Regions from separate parts of the Mus musculus genome. Here all the other regions are linked to region 1. Evidence: chromatin contacts called from public Hi-C and HiChIP or PLAC-seq data. All regions are on one chromosome and are shown on one strand. Each heading gives the region's core, a stretch centred on a gene start, on an enhancer-like site or on the middle of the called end of the contact. The rest is flanking DNA. Distances are from core to core; before and after follow the strand shown. Region 1 overlaps Col6a6 (collagen, type VI, alpha 6). Region 2 overlaps Col6a5 (collagen, type VI, alpha 5). Region 3 overlaps Col6a6 (collagen, type VI, alpha 6).

Region 1 (4,304 bases), core at 664-3,163:
ATACACCAGCAGAGACACTGTAATGATACCAACAGGCCCTGGAGTAATTCCCTACAGAGACTGAGCTTTTAAAACATTTCATCTAGATGCCAAAAACACAATCTAAGTTCCTCATGTTTAATTAAACTTGGCAAATGATTCCACAATATGATCAAAGGGAGACAAGTTGGTGAGGAAGTCCAGGCCGAGCAGATACATGCCTAAGTGCAGTGCCGGACAAGGCGAAGCAGGAAAGAGAGTGCTTGTGCGTTGGTCCCAAAGGCTCTAAGGACAGATGTGCCTAGGATATTTGGGGAACTCCACTAAGGACATGCTTCAAAGGGAATCTGCCAGTGGTGATTCAAATCCACTGGGGGCAGGGGTAGTTTGAGAAGTGAGCCAGGGGGAAGATAAGGTTGATTTTCAAACAGAAGTCACAAAGAGTTAAACTAGGGTCACAGGGCTGAGAATAGGAAAGGAGCCACGAAAGCAAAGGAAATTAAGAAATCAGCCACAGTGGGGGCAACGAGGTTGGGGTGGGGATGGAACAGCAAAGGGAAGCATGAGGTGGTCATGCTGCCCGAGGCGGTGGTCTTCCATCAGCCACATGGAAATCAGGGCCAGCTTGGAGATGGGAGATGATTTTCTTTCCTTGACCACAAAAATTGAGACATAATAGGTCTCAAAAATACAAAAGGACACATTGGATGAGAGGGGACCTGCCTGCCACAATCACCAGACCCTTTTATTTGTAAAGGCCTTTAGAATTGATGGTAGTGACTTCTCAGTATTAATACTGAGAAGTCCCGGGAGCCAGAGGGAACGTGGACAGCAGAAAGCAGTCCACAGAATCAACAAAGCAGGGTGCCTATGGGCTCACAGAGACTGAAAGGGCAGCTATGGAGCCTGCATGGGTCTGCTCCAGGCCCTCTGCATATGTGCTGTGGTTGTTCAGCTTGGGGATTTTGTGCGACTCCTACTTGTGGGAGTGGGGATCTCTCTGACTCTTCTGCCTGCTTGTGGGACCTTTTTCCTTTTCCTGGGTGGCCTCATCCAGCCTTGAGATGAGGGTTTATCCCTAGTCTTATTGCATATTGTTATGCCATTTTTTATTTATATCCCTGGAAGGGGGGTTATTCCTTCTTTTTCTGAAGGGAAATGGAGGAGTAGATCTGGAGGAGAAGGGGAGGGAGGGGAGCTTGTGGTCAGAATGTGACAAGAGAGAATAAATTAAAGAGAGGAAAAGGAATACCATTGAGGGCCACTTCGGTGGCTCAGTGGGAAGGGGACTTCTGCCAAGCCTGATAGTCCAAGTTCAATTCCCACAACCCATACGGGGGAGGGGACAAATGACTCCTGCTGTCCTCTGCCCTCCACAGGCTTGCTGTGCCGTGTGTGACCCCTTCCAAATACTCACAATAAATAAATAAAGGCAGGGGGAAAACCAAGAAACACTGTTGACAGGCTGAGGTACATTACTCAGATTAGGTGACTGTGGTCTTGAAGAAAACATCTCAGTGGGAAAAGTGGACTTGTTGGCAGTTGTTGGGTGAAAGAGGAAAGACGACATTTATACAGGGGCATTTCCACACAGCTGCTAATGCTTTGGATCACTGTGCACAGTGGGAGACACTTAAGCACGCTCAGGCTTTGTATGGGAAAACGAAGACTCAAATGGTAATTGTGTCTCCAACTTTAGGCACATTTCATGTGCAAGTAGATGAGATGGGGCTGGGGTGTAGCCCAGTGATGCTTCCCTGCCATGCATGCGGTCAATCCCTGCATCCAAACCTAAACGGGAAACCAACCAACAAACAAGCCGAACAAGTGCACAGATTGAAGCCTGGCCGACTTTGAAACACACCAATCCGCTGCCTGACCCCTGTGGTTGGGAGGATTTTACCATTTCAGAAAGGACATCCCATAATAAACGTGGGCATGCCCTTGGAGTTTTATCAGTGCACATTCCAGACTCATCAGCCTTCAGCTCGCAGCTTGGCTACAAAAGCCTCAAATTCTTGTTTGCTGGACTAATGACTCTGGGTTTATTTTAATACACACTACTTTAGCTTTTTGTATTCATGATTGTTTCCTTAATTTAAAAAGAAAACATTAAAAATATGTATTTATTATGGGGCACCACGTGGGGATGAGGTTGGAGGATGGCTTGCTGCGGCTGTTTTCCTCCATACACCATGGGGGTTCCAGAACAGAGCTCAGCTGCCAGGATTGGGGGCAAGTGCCCCTCCTGGCCCAGCCATCTCGTTGGCATAACAACTGCTTCTTTTAAAAATAGCTCACTACTTGGAGTTAATAATTCCCTTTTTTTTTTTAAAAAAAAAAATCTTTCTCAAGCACTCAAGTAGAAATTAAACTGTTCTAAGATAATTTTCAACCTAATAATTTAAAATCAGTATCTCTTGTGAAATAGAAAATTAATGTCAAGGATTTGGCTGGAATAATCAGACACATTCCAAAGTTGGAACAGGGTCTAAAGCAAGATTGCAGAAAGACAGTAGTCCCTAACCAACTTCATGACATTCAACCTTTGACCCACCCACTGGGCTCTTACAAGAGATGGAAGACTGGAGCTTGGGAAAGTACACTCGGAGAGAGCTATTGATGTACTCTGAGTTTCCTCACATACGAGAAGCTATTTCCTCTTTAGTCCAAGAGGAAGGGTGCTCTTCCTTGTGAACTTACTTGAAACTCAAGTAGCTTCGAGTAACTTAAAAATTAGCTTTGAGTTAACTTAAGTCTGGAGATTGGAGGGATGAGACCCAGGGTTGCATGTGCTTTCTGTGAAAGGGGAGCCCATTTCCAGGACTGTGAATTCTAGTGTTTATAGGGATAGCTGATTTACCATTGTGGCCCATGGAACTGCTCTGAATAAGCAGTAAAAAGGAACTGTTTCCGGGTCCAAGAGGAAGGGCAGACACCATCCAGAATCCAGACATACCAATCACGTCTCAAAGGAGCATCAGTGCACACATTCCCCTAAAATTGGCTTTGGAAGGGATAATAGGATGGAAGATCTGAACGGATGCTCCCCCTCCAGGACTCAGCATTGTGTGGGGGTCACTGTCAGAACACCAGTGCCATCAAGTGAAACAGTTCTGTCCCTCTCACCCTTCTCTTTCCCCCAGAACATTCGAGAGTGGCCAGAGGCCAGAGTCAGCAAGAGAGGAGGGACAAGGCCCGAGAAAAGGGGTAGTACAAAAGTAAGGAACAGGAACAGTGGGGACGATGTCAACCACGTGTAACCTTGTCACTTGCAACAGGTAAGCAGCTCATGGAAGGCTAGAAAGTAAAATAACCTTGGGTGGAACTTAAGGTTTCTGGAGTTATAGTGGAGTAGGCATATTATCACCAAGAAGAGGCTCAGTCCTTCCAATGAGGTGGCTAAGGGGAAAATCCAGCCCTTAGGGATGCATTTAATGAGTTAGTGGTAGGCAAAACACGGAGGTGTCACGGCTGGTCTTACCTGTCTACTTGTCTATATCTAGAATTGACTAAAACCCAAGCTGCTGGGTATAGAAGAATTTTTTTTTCTTAATTGAATCATTTGAAGTGGGCAAACCCACTTTAATCCCAGCTTTTTGAGGTAGAAAGAAGCGCCTGGACCATACCTTCTGGAGGCAGCCTAGATACAGAACATGGAAGAAAGAAAGTCTCTTTCTCTCTCTCTCCTCCCCTCCATCCCCCATCTCTTTGCCTTGCCTAGCAAATCCATTCCTTCCCTGGCATTAGAACCTAGTCCTTCAGGACCCCAGCATATCCTGAAGACTAGTTGAGACATCCAGCCTCAAGGACTGGACATGAACAACTACCAGATTCTTGGACTTCGTCAGTAGACAGACATCATCGGACTAGCTGGAGCACAGCTTGTAAGTCACTCTAACAAATCCCCTTTCTATATAAAGAGAGAGATTTATTCTATCAGTTCTGTTCCTTTAGAGAACCCTGACTAATACAGAGGGACTTCAGAATTCCTCAGCGGGACAGGCCAATTCAGAGTTAGGTGTGAGTATGGATCATCTCCGGAGAGCCTCCCCACGTTGCTTTGAACCAGGCGATGCTCATGCCCGTTCCACAAAGGAAAACATTCAATGCTGAGAAGCAACCCGTCCAAGAACAGACGGCATGGAACAGCGATGTGTAGTCACACTTTCTGTCTCGGCTGCCTCTAAATGGTCCGGTGGCTTTCCTTTCCTGGGTGGGAGTCCGGTGGTTCATGTTTACCGTGAGGATTCAAAATAATCACCAATATTCCACCTACCAGGAAAGTGTCAAAATGATCTCTCTCTCTCTCTCTCTCTCTCTCT
Region 2 (4,304 bases), core at 1,008-3,507, 87 kb after region 1:
TTGCTTCAGTGTTGCCCCGAGTTGTAACAATCTTCCACCAGCGGTGTGGTGTCTATTGGTTCACATTCTTGGACACCATTATCGCTATCAGATTTAAGGGTCTGCTGTGGCCTTCATGCTTCCATTAAGACACACTGACAAAAGTTCTTAGAGAAAAACAAAACTATTAAATAGGCTTTGTTTTAGAAATTTCCAAAGCAATAACTGGCTACTTAAAATTAACCGACTGTGTTATTTTTCAATTATATAAAAGACAACGGTCACAGTAAGGAAAACTATGTGGAACACATATGAAATTGTCCGTGTGTTATCCCACCAGCATAGTCATTTTCACATGCTCATTGGTTTGGCAACTACTTGTTGCCTTAACCAAATCAAGTGATTTTATTAGAATATAATAATTGTACAAAATAATGGGTTTCATTATGCCATTTCCAGACAGCATGTAAAACACTCTGATAACATTCACCTCCTCTGAGTCTCCTTTTATTCCCCTCTCCCCTCCAAATCTGCTTTACTTTCTCATCCTCTTAATCCCCCAGTCCTGGAATTCCACGTATGGGAGAAGACATATGAAGCCGGCTTATGTCAATCAACACGAACGCCTACGGTTCTGTCCATCTTCCCACAAGTCACATGACTTTACTCTTCTTTATGCCTAAACAGTACTCCACTGCCTGCATACTCCATGTTAAACTGACCGAGTGTATAACAAATTCACTACTGCTTTGTCTTGTCCTGTATGTGTGTTTCCTAAGTAGGTTTAATGTGCTTTCCTGGGCTGAGTGAGACTACAGTTAATAAGAATGCACAGAATAAGTTTCTGGGTCAGACTTGGGGTTGTTGTTATTGTCTTGTTCTTTTTCTGTTTTAGAGTCTGTTTTGATACACTGTTTGAGAATAGCTCTGTTTCCAGGTTCACATGTTGGCATGATTTCTTTGGCAGCAAAACTCAAGTCCACACAATGCAAAGCACACTAAAATAGAAAACAAGTGTTCCCAGCACGAGCGGGTAGCTCACAAGGCAGCTTCTCCTCCCCTTTCTTTGTTATGAATTTGTTACTCTATAAATGTCCTGGTAAAGAAAACCCACTGACTATAGGTAACGGGTGCTAAATGTAATCTCAGGGTCCTATGGGAACCAGCGACACAGAGTTTAGGGTTGTATAAATGGGAAGAAAAAAAAAAGACAATTGGGACATTCCAATTACAAACTGTTTTTACTCAAGGGTCTAATTTGAGATGTAGATGTGATGGCGATCATGACAAACATCTTCTTTTGGCAGGCACTCACCAAAGTGATCAAAGCGAGTGAACCAAGCTGTCACGGGGAAGGCTGTTGCCTCTTCTTGCTCAGTGGTCCCATTCCTCCTGAGAGATGAAACCCGGTCCTAGTTTTGAAGGTCTGTTCCTTGATGTCTCTATCCTGAAGAGTCTCTCCCTCAGGTTTGGGACTGAGAAGCAAATTTAGTTCTAGTTCCTGCCCCGACCCTTCTAATAAATGATTGGCATTTTCTGGCTGGAACTACTGCCGCAGGGGAGTCCCATCTGCCAGCGAGCACTCTTCTCTCCTGAAAGCTCATCTTGCATCTTCGCCATCTGTAAAGCATGAAAGACACCCTGCTCTTAGCGTCATGATATTGGATAACAGTATTTCCTCCTGAGCCTACTCCTGTAGGTGCCAGGTATGAAACAAACACAAGAAACAACGATAATCCTTGCTATCTTCAACAGTCAAACTAAAAGTCCAACCTAGAGTCATCTAGGTCCATGGAGAAAAAAACGTGACCACTGGTAAAACTGTATAATGCAAAGGACTGCAGACACAAGTCTCTCTGATCTACCCATGATTTGAAATTCCCTGCTTAGTGGCTTTAGCAGATAGAATTATTATATAATCATTTGAAGGGGGGTAATGACTGTTTGCAACGTCTGGCTCTGCTCAGAATTCCTGTGGCCTCTTCATGGAATTCATTTACAGGACAACACTCCTCCCCTATCCCCATCCACCTGCTCCTGACCTCCGCCATGTAAGTTTTTGGTTGCTAATACCAGCACCTACTATCTATCCCTCAGAGGGTGCTGTTGCGCAATTGAGTGGCTCAATGAGCCCTTGCGATGAATGGCCTTGCCCTATAGCAGCTCTGGGTCCATCCATCAGCGATCTGGGAGGGAGGAAGACCCAACCTCCAGCCTCTGTTCAGGATAGTTCTGCCTCCTAACTTAGAAAAGCCTAACTCCGGGCCAGACCCAGGCTTTGGCTGCCCTCTATGGGACATTACTGGGATAGCACTTCATTTGGTGTCTTCTTCCCTAGGATGCTTCCTCCATCGAGTGATGGACTCTCCTGTGACTACTCCACGAATGGATCTCATGAACATAGGTTGTCAACTCAGGGAGCACCTCAGGGGAAGTTAGCTAAGTACCTGTCTCCATGGGAGAGGTCATGTCCTTTTGCCCTGCATCTTGGAAAGTTTCTAAAATTCTAATCCTAAATTTTTTTAACAATTTAAAAGGCACTAAAAGTATGTAACTGCAACATCCTGTAAAAGCTGACATTTAAAAATAAAGCTTCCGTGGGGGCCAGAGAGATGACTCAGAAGGGAAAAGCCAAGCCCTCTTGACTTGAGGTCAATCCCTGGAATCCATGTGTGAAAGCCCCGTGTGGAAGCATGCGTTTAGAATCCCAGCATTCCTACGGTGAAGTGGGAAGCAGAGACAGGAGAATATCCCAGAAGCTTGCAGGCAAAGCCAACCTGGAGTATGTACCACTACTCCTCCTCTTCCTCCTCCTCCTCCTCCTCTTTCTCTTCTTCCTCCTCTTCCTGCTCTTCCTCTTCATCCTCCTCTTCATCCTCTTTCTCATCTTCTTCCTCCTCTCCCTCATCCTCCTCTTCCTCCTCCTCCTCTTCCTCCTCCTCCTTCCCCTCCTCCTTCCCCCTCCTCCTCCAAACAAGGCAAAGAGAGAGAAAAACCTGGGTCCTCTGACCTCTACCTCCCCACCCCACATAATACACTCATATGCATACACCTCATACACACTCAGACATACAACAATAACAAAGTTTAACATGTTTTTCAATGACACTTCCATATTTCTTTTATCAGACAGGGTATCATGTAGCCCAGACTGGCCATGAACTCCTGATCATCCTGCCTTGACCTCCAGAGGGCTTAAACTACAAACAGACTCTACCATTGATGGCCATGTTTCTCTTTTAGCTTATCCAACAAAATCTAAATTCCATAGTGGTTGATATCAGCTGTCCATTGTATAAAATATGTTTACGTCAGATAACTTATAGTGTTCATTTCTCTCCTTAAACTTCTACCTCCATCCCTCTTCTAGTATAGGATTTCATTCCAACTGTAAACGATTCAAATGCTTTAAACTTTAAATTATTTGCCCAATCATACCTTCCTGTTGGAGATCTCTCTCTCTCTCTCTCTCTCTCTCTCTCTCTCTCTCTGTGTGTGTGTGTGTTTTAATTTCCTATGTCATAAGTCTAGGTATCAAATTTTTATCAAGATGGGATATTACTAGAATTTACCACAAATGCCTATATGTGTAAACTTTGCTCATTTTAGCAGGGAAAAGTAAACATTGTATTGGAAATGTATTAATTATATGGATAATTTGTGTAGTATTTCTAACTCTGGTCTGACCATTTCCACCCAGTCTCCAAAGCATCTTAGGAAGATTTTATATCTGGGCCACAGCACCTTAATCAGATGCAGGATGGCTAAGAGACCTGCCACACTCATGGGGGGCCTGGGGAAGGAGCAGGGCATTTGTAAGAGATGGAAGAAGGCCTCCGAGATTCCTCACACATAAAACATGTTCTTTAGGACTAGCTCCTTAGACGACCACATTCTGGCAAGTCTCTATGTGTCCACTAGAGACGATGTATGTACCCCAGAAGGGAAAATACCCACTTTAACCAAGCTCCTCATTAGCAGTGGTGGAAGACCACAGCAGCTGGGAGAGCTTTAGGGATTGTACGCTAGGTTAACAATCAGGGACTCCTCCTGCCCAGTCTGGTGAGCTGTCCACACAAGCATCCATCAGCTCTGTCACTCATCACAGCTGCAGAAAGCTAGCACTCACTGAAGTTTCAGCCTAGGCCACATGCCGTTTGAAGCACATCACATACATGCATTGTTCACCTTAGGCTCTGACATAAGCTCTGTTACTGTCTTTACTTTGCAGTCAAGGAAATGGAGGTTCAGAGAGGCAGAGTGGCATGCCCAACGTCAGATGCTCAGTGACTGAAGAAACATTCAAGTACTATTTCCTAAGTGGG
Region 3 (4,304 bases), core at 1,303-3,802, 73 kb before region 1:
TAATATGCTGTAACAGATTTCTGACTGCTAAAGTGGGTGAGGGGAGAGAGAGAAAGAGGAAGAATTGAGGAATCAGGAGGGTTTCACATCTACCTAAAACGTCACACCCAGCACATGGAATGAACATACCTTCGAAACTGGCGTGGGGGCGGCTTCAGATCCCTAGAGCCGAGTCTGTTGCACTTGGCTTTGAGGTTGACCGGTGGATACTTGTTTATCCCATCTAGAAAGAGAAAAGGCTCCGATAAAGCTCTCCGTTGGTCTGTCTGTTCTGTACAGTACCACAGCAGTTGCCAATGTCCATCCAAAGATGGTCACAGGGCATGAGAAATGTCCCAGAGAAGTCCCCAAACCAAGTTTGGGAAAGAAGTCTCTAGTGAATATGTTGGTGAATTCAAACAACTTTTCATTAAAATGCCTGTAGCTCCTAACGTCGTCAGCCATTATGAAACGCAGGCAGTCCTAATAACGCTCTTGCCTTTGATAGGAGCTCATTAGAGTTTATTTTTTGTTTTTGTGGCATATCCAAGTGCGAAGGGAACAGGGTAGTCCCTTTATGGTCTTTATGTTAGCAACACACTACATGCCTTTGGGTTCAATTCACCGATTCACTTCATTTGGAAGAGTATTAATTTTTCATAACAATAAAGCATGCTTTAATCCATTTGAAAATGCAAAGCTTTTTTTTTTTAACAGAGAAAAATTTTTAAATGTGTTATGCATGCCTGAAAGCGTGAAGTCAAAAAGATTTGTTAAGCAAATACCTTTCTGGAAAAGCCAGGCCTGGTGTCAAGTACTTACAATCCTGGCACTGGGGAGGTGACAAAAAGATAGGATTTACTGGTGATGCTGGGTTATACTGGCCAGCCAGCCTAGCCTGCTGGACAAGTTCTGCATCACTGGGAATCTCTGTCTCCAAAGGACGGTGCCTGAGGAGTGACACCTGAGGCTGTCCTCTGGCTCACACATGTACATGTGGCACATGCATGCACACATGCGCGCGCGCGCGCGCAAACACACACACACACACACAGAGCCTCTTGCTGGTTGAGTAGGTTCTTCCAACTAACAGGCATGTCCTGGACTACAACAGGGCATATGTTCAAAACTGCTCTTACAAGAAGGGCAGTATGCTCTACCATATGGCCTTCAGGGTTTTTGTCTTACATAGGAGTTTTGTTTTGAGGTAGGGTCTTACTAAGTGGCTTGGGCTGGCTTACAGCAATCCTCCTGTCTCTGCCTCTCCAAAGCAAACATTACAGGTGTGTGCTGGGCCCACCAGATCTGGCTTGGGGTTTTCTTTTCTTATTTGAACAGTATGTAGAAGGTTGCTGACTCAGCAGCTTTGCCTCCCTTAGGGAATGTGCTGCTCTGAAGTGGACCATGTCCTGCTGTCTGCTTTGTGGTCGTGCGCCAAATGAGTCACAGACACTTTGAAGGCATCCGAAGCTTCAGAGGGCATCTGGCCAAGTCTATTCTTTAAGCCTAGCACTGGTGCAGCCAGTGGCTCAGAGTAGATGATCAGCAATGAACACTGTGTTGAATGGGCATGACCATGGGCCTGTGGTAGAATTCACTTCCTGCAGCTGTGTTTTAAAGATGGCACTTTCTAGATATCACAGCTTTGGAAATGGAGTAGGCGGCTGTATCACGCTCAGTGTTCAGAACACTCTCTGTGTCTCCCGTGAGTCCCACCTGCTCTTAGCTTAAAACATTTCTGCTTTTGTCCTAAGAGGGAGGGGCTGCCTCATCTGATCATGTGACTGGCATCTGATCATGTGACTGGATGCCCAGGCAGGGAAGAGCAGGAAGAATTCTGGAATACCAGGAAGGAAATTTCAGGGCAAGTCTTACCCTCTCTCCCCCACACTTGTGGGCCATCAAGCAAGCTTCTTTTCGAGTTTACCAGAGACTTACCAAGTGGTCTTTTGGTCAACCCTTATAAAAGACTTCCTTCAGGGTGACCCCTTGCCCAAAACTCCTCTTTGGGGTTTCAGTTCCAGAATCTATGGAAATGAATCTCACTCTGGGGGGCTCACTATTCCCATACCCGTGTTTCTAAAACCTTGTATATGTGTATCCTGGGAGCTCGGGTAAGATACATCATCGGGTGGGGCTGAAGCCTGCGTCTAACCAGCCCCAGCTGGTAGTTGGTGCTGGTCCTAGACTCACACTGAGTAGGATTTGCCATCAACCCCACCAGCAGTCTCTCTGCACTGCTCAGCACATCTGCAGGCTCATCCCACCTCACTCTTCAATACGATGACAGCTTTAGGAATTAGCCAGGCACTCGCACATGCCTTCTTCAACCTGTGCATGCCTGTCTCCTTATCTGCACTCCCTTGGACAAGAGTCAGCAGGCTCTGAAAACAGATATAGTTACCCACTGCCTGTCTGCCTTCAGCCTCATATCTGGACACGGCTCCTCGGCCATCCCTGCTGCATCCAAAATGGACTGCAGATTTCTCAGGACGCCCAGCCAAGAAAAACAGCCCATGCTTGTCTCCTTACAGGCACAGTTATTCTCGTGAGTGAATCCTACAAGGTCATGGAGTTGGGAGAAAGTTATACAAAGCCATGCCTTTCATTCTGACCGATAAAAAACGATATCTCTTTAACACTCCCAGCTCAGACTTTGGAACTTGTCCAAGCAAAGCCAAGAATTGTTTCTGTTTTTCTCTGGCTTCTCTCTCTCTCTCTCTGTGTTAACTGCAGAAACCTCTTACCAAAGGGTAGCTTGTTAGGGTTACATGGCAAGGGAGCCCGAGTCCAGGCTGTGATTTCACACCCCCCAGACTACACCTCTCTGTGCAGACAGATGTGTGGACAGCTGCTTGTTATGATTGCTTCTCCATAGGAACCAGAGGCATAAAAAAAAAATATGATGAGCCAGAAAATTAAATGCTTAGGAACCAGAGTGTCCTCCCTTCCACCATCCATTATTACATATTTTCCTCTCTGACCCTGCAATGCCCTTGAAGACAAACAAGAGGTGTCCAAGCATGCACGCCAGCACATTGCCCTTCTGGGGAATTACGGAGCAGGCTCTTATGTACAGGAACAGTTTTCTGACTTACGCCTGATGGAGTTTATAAAAGACTTCACAAACTTCACACTGTATCCGTGGTCAGGTTTATGAATTCGGCCAAGCTGGATCAAGTGCTGGTCTACGGGGTGGCTGGCCAGGTCTTCCAGTTCCTTGTCATCCCAGTCAGGGCCCAAGGAAAAGACAAAGAGGGCATACCCATGACATTTGGCTCGTAGGGACTCTTTCTTTAAGGTTTCCGCATCCAGGTGGCTGGTTTCCCCAGCAGATATCACAAATATGACTTTGTTTCGTCTCAAATTGGGGGTGTTTAAAAAGACGTTGTCCAGTGCCCACCCGAGGGCATGGCCAAGAAAAGCATCTCCATGCAGCTGCTGGACTGCCTGATCCACGTGTCTCTTCATGAGGCGCTTACTGCTATAGCTGGTTAGGTTGAACTCAGTTCTAACCGGACTCCTCTGGGTGTTGGGTAGGAAGTCGAGGGGGGCATGGCTCAGCAGGGCCACCCTGTCTCCAGTGACAGATGTCTCTGGCTCCGAAGTGATTTCGAAGTGATCTAGCAGTGCCTCTAGAAAGTCTCTCATGTCTTCAAACTCTGCACTTCCCACGTGCCGAGAGCCATCCAGTAGGAATGCAGTGTCCAGGTAGGACTGAATGGGGGGTGGTTTGGCTTGGTCACACGAAGCATCCGGCTTGCATAGATCTGCAAACCAAGTCATTTAGAGTTACTAAGCAGATCGAGACAAAGAGTAGGAAGGTTCTACCTCAGCTATTTGAGCATGCAGGCACTACATAGATTTTGCTCATAAAATAGTTATATCTCTGACACCAAGAGTGAGAGTTTATCACCAAGATGTCCAGATCTGATACCAGGCTGTGAGTCCTTGACTCCATGCTACCAGTTTTTAAATTGTGTTCTATTGAAGTTTAATTTTGACTGTTGTGTGTATAAAGTTTGAAGTGAGCAATTCGTCCTCTGGTGTAAGAACACACTGTGAGAGAACTTCTAGTGCTGACAGTGTGCAGGCTAAACTACGGGCCTTAATCACGACACTAGCTGTGAAAAGCTCATCTGCTTTCAAAATTAAGCTTTAAAAGGCAATGCATCTTTTATTTCAATTTAAGTAAGAGTTCATAACTTCATACCCCTTATAAAAAGTGTTCTTCCATAAAGTGAAGTCATTTTTATAAATATGCCTCTCTCATTATGCATGCATACCATAAGGAAAAAACAGAGAGTGGATTTTATTGAATGTGA

The links. A called contact is a pair of places that touch in the nucleus more often than the background predicts. HiChIP or PLAC-seq counts read pairs in DNA pulled down with a chosen protein or histone mark.
Region 2: a contact with region 1 is called in an H3K27ac HiChIP or PLAC-seq map of heart atrium, with 6 times the contacts expected there. The contact joins two enhancer-like sites. A contact is called at or near these places in 1 of 15 datasets of contacts at CTCF or cohesin (large pre-B cells), 5 of 484 Hi-C or Micro-C datasets (the 63-12 cell line, the HL-1 cell line, adipose-derived mesenchymal stem cells and 2 more) and 4 of 115 datasets of contacts at active chromatin or transcription factors (the NIH/3T3 cell line, acute myeloid leukemia, embryonic fibroblasts and 1 more).
Region 3: a contact with region 1 is called in a Hi-C map of Sertoli cells, with 3 times the contacts expected there. The contact joins two enhancer-like sites. A contact is called at or near these places in 5 of 484 Hi-C or Micro-C datasets (the HL-1 cell line, Sertoli cells, adipose-derived mesenchymal stem cells and 2 more).

Annotation. Positions count from the first base shown.
Region 1 is chr9:105,769,043-105,773,346 of GRCm38.p6, forward strand. All of the region lies in intron 8 of Col6a6 (collagen, type VI, alpha 6), which reads right to left. Among named protein-coding and RNA genes, the nearest start is that of Col6a6, 57 kb to the right of the region's middle. Within about 2 kb of position 1,914, at least 11 of the 459 cell types and tissues checked have an H3K27ac peak or open chromatin away from gene starts, as enhancers often do. A contact at or near this core is called in Sertoli cells and heart atrium, where this site is marked.
Region 2 is chr9:105,855,739-105,860,042 of GRCm38.p6, forward strand. It overlaps Col6a5 (collagen, type VI, alpha 5), which reads right to left. Exons shown (of 41, transcript NM_001167923.1): 41 at 332-1,599. The coding sequence ends at 1,580. Among named protein-coding and RNA genes, the nearest start is that of Col6a6, 30 kb to the left of the region's middle. Within about 2 kb of position 2,258, at least 16 of the 459 cell types and tissues checked have an H3K27ac peak or open chromatin away from gene starts, as enhancers often do. A contact at or near this core is called in heart atrium, where this site is marked.
Region 3 is chr9:105,695,584-105,699,887 of GRCm38.p6, forward strand. Col6a6 (collagen, type VI, alpha 6) reads right to left here. Exons shown (of 37, transcript NM_001102607.1): 35 at 3,078-3,749; 36 at 130-223. Among named protein-coding and RNA genes, the nearest start is that of Pik3r4, 55 kb to the left of the region's middle. Within about 2 kb of position 2,553, at least 22 of the 459 cell types and tissues checked have an H3K27ac peak or open chromatin away from gene starts, as enhancers often do. A contact at or near this core is called in Sertoli cells, where this site is marked.